Linked DNA regions of Sus scrofa: regions 2 and 3 are each linked to region 1. The links are chromatin contacts, called in public HiChIP or PLAC-seq maps. All regions are on one chromosome and are shown on one strand. The core of a region is the stretch at or near the end of the contact, and the rest is flanking DNA. Distances in the headings are between cores, read along the strand shown.

Region 1 (2,578 bases), core at 21-2,520:
CAGCCAAATAAAAACAAGTGTAGGAGCACAGGACAGCACTCTCGACACCTTCAGGGAAAAGCAAGCAGAAACTTGGAGTCACTGTCACTCAGTGATAGTGACCATTCTTGGAACAGGGCAGCAAAAGGGCACAAGTCCCAGAGTACCTCCCATGTTTCAAATACACAAAAAGTGCAGATACTCAACTCTGGAGTGACTAAAACCATGGCTCCAGGATATCTCTCTCCCGTGATTTCTCTGTTCTTTATTGCACTGGGCCCAACATGGGTGATGAGTCAATATTTGTCCAACTGAAATTCTGTGAAGCAATAACCTCTGCAGCTTTTCTAAGAATGTTCTATTCAAAGTGAGATATGTACGCAGTGATGTTCTCTGGATTATTAACTGCTGGATGCCCAAGAATAAGTCATATCTACACTTCAACTCACTGAAAGAAATAAGCTAAAGTTCTGATGGGTCCTTACTTTCTCTTTTGTGATTCTATTTTGAATTTTTTCTTTTTTTTTTTGGCCGTGCCCAGAGCATGTGGAAGTTTCCAGGCCAGGGACTGAACCTGCGACACAGCAGCGACCTGAGTCACAGCAGTGACGATGCTAGATCTTTAACCCACTGAGCCACCACGGAACTCCTGTTTTTTTCTTTTCTTTTTAACCAGCAGAGGCTTTACCTCCATTTTCCTAAATGAATGCCACACACCTGTGATTCAGTGGCTGAGCCAGGCACTGACCAGGCACTAAAAATGTGATTTATCATTTGTCTCACAGCAGCCTACTGGGTACACTGTCCTCATGTCACCACAGAGGGTGGATGGTAGAGGAGCAGAGTTAGCGTTGAGGGTGCAGAGGTAGCCTGCAGACTCCTTGGCTCCTGACTCCAACATTTGTTAGAGAGACCTAAAAGCCATTCCAGACACAGGAGGGAAAGGTGGTCCTGGGACAGCCTCCCTGAGGAGGGGCCACCCATGGGAAAGCTGCCTGTCTTAACATGATCATTCCCCTTAACAGTTACCACAGCCCTCTGGAGTGCAGGGCCACCTCCATGGTAACACTGCTAAGGCCATCCCACCCCAGACCCAAGCTCTACAGAGGCCTCAGCTGTCCTGATGAGGAGTGATAGGGCAGCCATCCCCACAGCAGCAAAGAGGGACTGACCCAGACCTTTTGTAGAAAATATGGTAATTGTTACTGATTGGTGAGGATGCTTTATTTCAGAGCCATCTCTCACCTAGGTTGTTCAATGCTGGATATCCGGGGACCCTGGGGAGCCTCCCGTTTCCTAGGCTACCCACAGTCTCTCCCGGCCCTCACCAGCAGGTGGCGTTGCCAAGTCCCTGAACCTCACGGGAGACGACCTGAATCGGAGGTGGGCAAGGATGCTGCCCTGGGGGGAAACAGGTGACCACTGGAGAGGGGTAGAGAAGGAAGGAAAAACCATCATTAGATGCACAACCCTTAAGGGAAGGATGCAAAATTTAGTAACTATTTATACCTTAGGATGAATTTTAAAAAAATTAGATGCTTGTCTTAAAACAAAGTTCAGCAGACAAGAAGCAATGGGAGTTCTGATCACCACTGAGCCTCTGGGTCCTGCAGCATTACAGGGCCTTGGACTCCAGGCAGCTCACAGCGATCAGAGGCACCTGCAAAGGGCCTGGGATAGTGTTTCATGTGCAGGGCTCCGCTGTGGCCATGGCTGCCTGCGACAGTAGTCTACTGCCTCCCAGGAAGCAGTAAGAAGCTTCATCTTAAACCACCATTACACTATTATTGACTTTCTAATATCTATATCAGTTGCTAGTGTATTTTGTGGTTTTCAAATCTAAGCTTTATATTTGGAACAGGCTGCTTTATTGCACTGTGTGATTTTATAAATAGAAAAAAGAGCAAGGAAGCTCTTGGCATAGCATGGAAAAGGCAGGAAATTCAGGAGGCTTCGAGAGGAAGCAGCTGCACGAGGTGGGGGCTGTTCATTCACACAAGGCCCCGCCTGGCTGGTGTGGATACTTGCCTATGGCCAGAGTCATGGCTTTGAGCTTGCTCCTGACCAGCTTCACCACCATGCTCTTCTGCAGGGGAGTTGAGCGACAACAAAGGACAGACCGGCACTGCTTAGCGAGGAAGAGGAATTTGTCCTCCAGGTTCTTCTCCAGGGCATAGGCCAGACTCCTCCCATCAATCACAAGGCTGGGGCTGGGGCTGGGGGTGGTGGTCACCAAGGGCGGGCAGACGGGCGAGAAGCTCACGCTCACGCTGCTGGCAGTCTTCTCTGGGGCACTGTGGGGGCTTCTGGACTGCACGTAGTGTAGGCACTGGTCCAGGAGGGCCGCGCATGCCTCCTGAAATGAACATGAGAGGTTGGTGCGGTTCACTCGGCCACATCACAGACTAGGTTATTCCCTATAGCTCATCTGAGGATCCTGGGCTTCAGGCTCTGCCCAGAAGGCCACTCTCCTGAAACTGGGGAGCCAGTGGAAGAGGATAACTTTCAACGTGTAAGAGATCGAGTCAGTTTAGGGTTCCTATGAGACCCACATGACTTCATTATCCTGTGTAGAGGTCAGAACAGAGCACCTTCACTC
Region 2 (2,578 bases), core at 41-2,540, 190 kb after region 1:
ATGCCACAGCAGTGTCAATGTTGGATCTTCAACCCACTGAGCCTTCAGGGACCTCTGAAATCTTTGTGACAAAACTTCCATTCACATGTTTTTGGAGGAGGCGGAGCAAAATGGCAGAGAAGTAAGAGGTCGCCTTCACCTTCTCCCACGAACACATCAAAAAAACACATCTACTTGTAAAATGACTTGCACAGAACACATGTTGCTGTTTTTAATCACACATTGACATAGCTTTAAAAGATTTAATTTAATATCAAGTTTTTCTCCAAGCTGACATATATAAGAAAGAACGGGAGTACAATTGATACAAAACCCTATCTCATGCTGCTGATGGGTAATATTCATCCATGAACATGTGGTATAGCCTCAAAAAAGACTCAGGACCATTTGCCTCATTATAAGATGTGCTTCTGATAAATGTATGTTTTTCAGTAACTATTAAGAATATTTGTCAAAAGTTATAATGTAATTATTTGCCTTAAGAAATTTAATGTTAATAATCATTACAATGTAACTTAATCTATAAAAAAATCATTTAACATTTAGAGATATATAACATTATGTTTATAGAAAACTAAAATGTTAAGTTCCTATGCATATTTTTGTTGCAGAAAACTTGATAGTGATCTGCAAAAGTCTTTGAAACATCATAAAATTATTATAACATTATTTTAAAATGATAGAAATGATTATAGTAATATCCTGGGAGGAAAGGGAGTTAAAAAAAGTCACATGAAGGAGAAAAATGAATACTATAAAATTGAGCTGTGAAGGGAGTTCCCTAGTGGCTCAGCAGGTCAAGGTGGTGTTGTCGCTGCTGTGGCATGCGTTCGGTCCCCAGCATGGGAACTTTTGCATATAGTGGGTGCTGCTAATAAATAAATAAATAAATAAATAAATAAATAAATAAAATAAAACTAAGCTGTTAAGGAGGAACTTGTTGATGCATTTTTAAAATGAATGATAGTGGGTATCACATTTTGGGGCTATTTAGACTGTTGGACACATTTAAAAGAATATGCACATTTTGTAATGTCAACACACGTCACACTCTTGAAAGTTAGATCTTTGAAACTATTTCAATGTGTGATTAAAAATGGTAAATGTCAGCTTTAAATATGCAAAGTGACACATTCTTTTAGAGAGTGAGTCCAAAAACTTGTAGATCCCTCAGGGGTGGAGAGAACCAGGATGGGCAAAGTGCCTTTCTGAGGTCATAAAAAGATGCCACTGGAAAGAGTGATTAGAGAGCTATGTGTGGGGGAAGTGGTCTGTGGCAATCCACTCCTGGGAGCTATTAAAATCCCTAGACTATATAAATGAACAAGGAAGTACTCTCTAAGCCTCAAGACAGTAAAAGTAATCACCAGAATAATCACAGGATCTGACCCTAAAAGGAACTTAAGCAACTGAATGTCAAATGACATTCCAACTAAACTTAAACATCAATAGTTACAATAATGACTTTCAAACTTTTTCTCATAAACTCCTCAAAGTACATTGAAGAACTACACACATATTTACACAAATTGCTCTTGACATGTTTTACCCAGTTTAAATATTTGAAAAGAATGCAATTTCTGGTATATTGCAAATATTAACATTTAAATATGCATATATATGTATTTTATGTGTGTATGTTAGAATGCATGTATGCAATGAAATCTAAATCCTCTAGTAAAATGAAATACACCATCATCCTTAAAAAAATATAGAAGCAGAATTCGTGTCATGACTCAGCAGAAACAAATCTGACCAGTATCCATGAGGACCCAGGTTTGATCTCTGGCCTTGCTCAGTGGGTTAAGGATCTGGCATTGCTGTGGCTGTGGTACAGGCTGGTGGCTTCAGATCTGATTCCATCCCTAGCCTGGGAATGTCCGTATGCTGCAGGTGCAGCCCTAAAAAAAAGACACACAGGAGTTCCCATCGTGGCACAGTGGTTAACGAATCCGACTAGGAACGAGGTTGCAGGTTCGATCCCTGCCCTTGCTCAGTGGGTTAATGATCTGGCGTTGCCGTGAGCTGTGATGTGGGTCGCAGACGCAGCTCGGATCCTGCGTTGCTGTGGCTCTGGCGTAGGCTGGCGGCTACGGATGCAATTGGACCCCTAGCCTGGGAAACTCCATATGCTGCGGGAGCAGCCCAAGAAATGGCAAAAAGACAGAAAAAAAAAAAAAAAAGACACACACACACACAAAATATATATAGAAGGACAAAACCTTTGACAGCCGGAAATTGTAAGTTTTTTTCTTTTGTTTATTTCTTTTCCACTTTCTCCCACAATTTTATCCTAATATTCTTTGATTATTCTATCATGCTCTCTGTCATAGAACATGGATATAAATGGATCAAAACACAAATGCACTAAAACTGTTATTAAGTAATTATGAAATTTGTACTGGAAACACACCACAATGAAATAAATGAGGATATGTTCCAGTTTAGTACATGTCCCCACGGTTGACCATTACTTGATGCTAGACTGTGGTAAAGTTCAGCTTTGACTCTATTCCTATTTTAGATTTTTATAGCTGTAGCATTGGAAAGTCTTGACGTAAATGGGCTATTTTTATAA
Region 3 (2,578 bases), core at 42-2,541, 130 kb after region 1:
AGGCTCAGACAAGTAGCAGGTGGACTGCGGTGAGTGCCGTCAGGATAAACAGAGCAGGGGGCAGGAAAGGGATCCCCGTGGATATGACACTGGAACTGGATGTGGATAGTACTATGTAGGGCAAGTCAGGGAGTTCAGGGAAGGTTCTGGGATGGGCAGCTGCCAAGGGTCCTGAGCGGGCACAGCCAATGGTGGAGTGTGTGACGGGATGCCTGTGGGGGCACGAACGGGAGGGAGGGAGGGAGGCGGGCCACAGCCAGCCGAGTACAGAGCCCTGGAGGCCCGAGAGGGAGGGCTTTGGGTCTTCCTCCAGGTGGCTGTGGAGGCAGGGAGGCTGCTGAGCAGAAGCCTGTGTGCCTTTAGATCTTAAGGCACTGCTCTGACCTCTGGCAAGAGGGTATATGTGGCATGTGATGGAGCCAGGGGCCATGGAAGGAACTAGACAGAGTAAAGGCTAAGAGGCCAGCTGGGACAGTGGTGCAGTGACAAGTGAGGGAAAATCATCTGGAGCCAGGATCCATCTATGAAGGGAAGGGGTGTAAGGATGGCCCCCCACAGCAGAGGCACATCATGGGCTTATCTGCAGGAGAGACAGTGCCAAAGGTCAGTGCCCCCTTCCTCCATCACCCTGACTCAGCATCTGTCTCCAGAAGCCACACCTCTGCTAGACTGACAGGTTTCGTTCTGTAGGACCCCTCCTCTCACTGTGGGTTGAGGGAGGTCCTTGGTCCTGAACTCTAAGACTATAACTTTAAGGCTGTAATTATTCCACAGCCAGAAAGGCATGACACTACAAGACTACCCTTTTTGGTTTAATTATTAAACCCTTTTTTTTAAAAAAATCAGCTTTAGGGAGTTCCCTAGTGGCATAGTAGTTAAGGATCCAGTGTCGTCACTACTTGGTTTGGGTCACTACTGTGGAACAGGTTCAGTCTCTGGCCTTGGAACTTCCTCATGACAAGGCATGGCCAAAAATAAAAATTTGAAAAATTTTAAAAGTAAAAATAAAAATTAGCTTTTGGAAGCCTGTCACTTGATAAGTCCTCCAATACCTAACAGCATATGGAAGTTGACATTTCAAATCTAAGGCATCAATTTCCTCAAATGTACAGATGATACCAAAGAACAACTGGTCAAGCTGACCAGGCTCTCAGAGGAGGTATCCACCCTCCCTCAGTTTCATAGCTTCACCATGTTCCAGACTCCCTGCATCCGCCCATCCGCACCACTCAGAGCCAAAACCATACTCAGGGTGCATGACAAATCCACTGAAATGCAGCCAGTCTCCCCACCGCCTACCACCTCCTCCCACAGACAGGCTGCACCCTGGGCCTGACCCAGCACCCTCCACTGTGTCTGGACGTCTGGAACCGCTGCCCACGCCCTTTCTCTCCTCAGGAAGCCCAGCTCATTCCAAAGCCCTGTGCAGCTGGGGCTGCACGGATCCACCCATAGAAGGTACTCATGCTGCAATGACGTGTCATAACTGCAACGAGTTCTGTGTGTTTATGCTCCCTCCAAAAACCACCAGATTTATTCCTGGACACAGTTAATCTCCTTGATAACACTTTCCAGGGGAATGCTGTGGGCGGGCAATTCCTAACAGGGGAGGGAACCACTTTTGGGAGTTCTCTCAAAACACACGTCAGTGGGTAGTGACGTGAAATTAAAGCTGACCCAGCAACATCCTCGAAATACTTGGCAATCAGAGTGTCTTCAAGGATTTTTTTTTTCCCCAAATACCATATGGATTGATGCAGCATGTTTTCTGAGTTTTTATTTATCCGCAAGCTCCAACTGAGAGCATATGACATGCCAGGTGTTGCACCAGGTGTGGGGAGCCAGGGACCATGACCAAGACACTCCCTGCACTTCCAGATGCTCCCTGGGCACCACCTCACTGCCTGCTCAGGTGCTGACCCAGAAGACAAGCATGGTCAGGGATTTCCAAAGAGCCATACAACCCTCCAGCTTAACAACTTATGACACCAAGCAAGACCCTCTGAGGCTCCTGGGCACAAAAACCTTTGTGTCCCCCATTTCTTGTTTGTAGGAAATAGGCCTCAGGTAACCTCCACAACCTTCCTTGAGTTCCAAAGGGTAGGTTCAAACGGCTGCTGATCAGGGAAGGGAGGGCATGCAAAGACAAGGGAAGAACAATCAAAAACAATGGTGCAGCCTTGGGGCAGGATCCTGGTTCCTCCTTCAGGGATACACATAACCATACCTCGGAGCTCTTTTGAAAAACTAAAACCCCCAACAAATGGACAGTGTTATGAAGTCTTCTTCATCCCAGGACCACCAGAACCAGTCCCAGGGTCACTAAACACCTGCTTTGAAGAAGAATGCAAGCTTACATCTAACCTGATCCTTATGTGCGGCCCTATTTCCTACTCCCAAACTATAAAAATCACTTCCAATTGTCTCCTAAAAGTAGGCCTATCTTTAGGACAGGAGCCTTCCTGACAAAGTAATAAAGTGATTTTTTTCCTCCTCCACCCCAAACTCTGTCTCTGCATGTCTATTCAGCACTGGTGGACAGAGGCCTAGTTTAGGCAACACTTAATCTTCAGCACCA

What was found. HiChIP or PLAC-seq counts read pairs in DNA pulled down with a chosen protein or histone mark.
Region 2: an H3K27ac HiChIP or PLAC-seq map of alveolar macrophages shows a contact between it and region 1. The contact joins two enhancer-like sites. A contact is called at or near these places in 3 of 47 Hi-C or Micro-C datasets (embryonic fibroblasts and subcutaneous adipose tissue) and 2 of 2 datasets of contacts at active chromatin or transcription factors (alveolar macrophages and skeletal muscle).
Region 3: an H3K27ac HiChIP or PLAC-seq map of alveolar macrophages shows a contact between it and region 1. The contact joins two enhancer-like sites. A contact is called at or near these places in 2 of 2 datasets of contacts at active chromatin or transcription factors (alveolar macrophages and skeletal muscle).

What each region holds. Positions count from the first base shown.
Region 1 is chr1:141,649,848-141,652,425 of Sscrofa11.1, reverse strand. It overlaps ATP10A (probable phospholipid-transporting ATPase VA), which reads right to left. Exons shown (of 23, transcript XM_021098662.1): 15 at 2,008-2,335. Among named protein-coding and RNA genes, the nearest start is that of ATP10A, 160 kb to the right of the region's middle. Within about 2 kb of position 1,270, at least 3 of the 83 cell types and tissues checked have an H3K27ac peak or open chromatin away from gene starts, as enhancers often do. A contact at or near this core is called in alveolar macrophages, where this site is marked.
Region 2 is chr1:141,461,688-141,464,265 of Sscrofa11.1, reverse strand. No RefSeq gene overlaps it. Among named protein-coding and RNA genes, the nearest start is that of ATP10A, 31 kb to the left of the region's middle. Within about 2 kb of position 1,290, at least 1 of the 83 cell types and tissues checked has an H3K27ac peak or open chromatin away from gene starts, as enhancers often do. A contact at or near this core is called in alveolar macrophages, where this site is marked.
Region 3 is chr1:141,517,719-141,520,296 of Sscrofa11.1, reverse strand. The region is part of intron 1 of ATP10A (probable phospholipid-transporting ATPase VA); the gene reads right to left. Among named protein-coding and RNA genes, the nearest start is that of ATP10A, 25 kb to the right of the region's middle. Within about 2 kb of position 1,291, at least 22 of the 83 cell types and tissues checked have an H3K27ac peak or open chromatin away from gene starts, as enhancers often do. A contact at or near this core is called in alveolar macrophages, where this site is marked.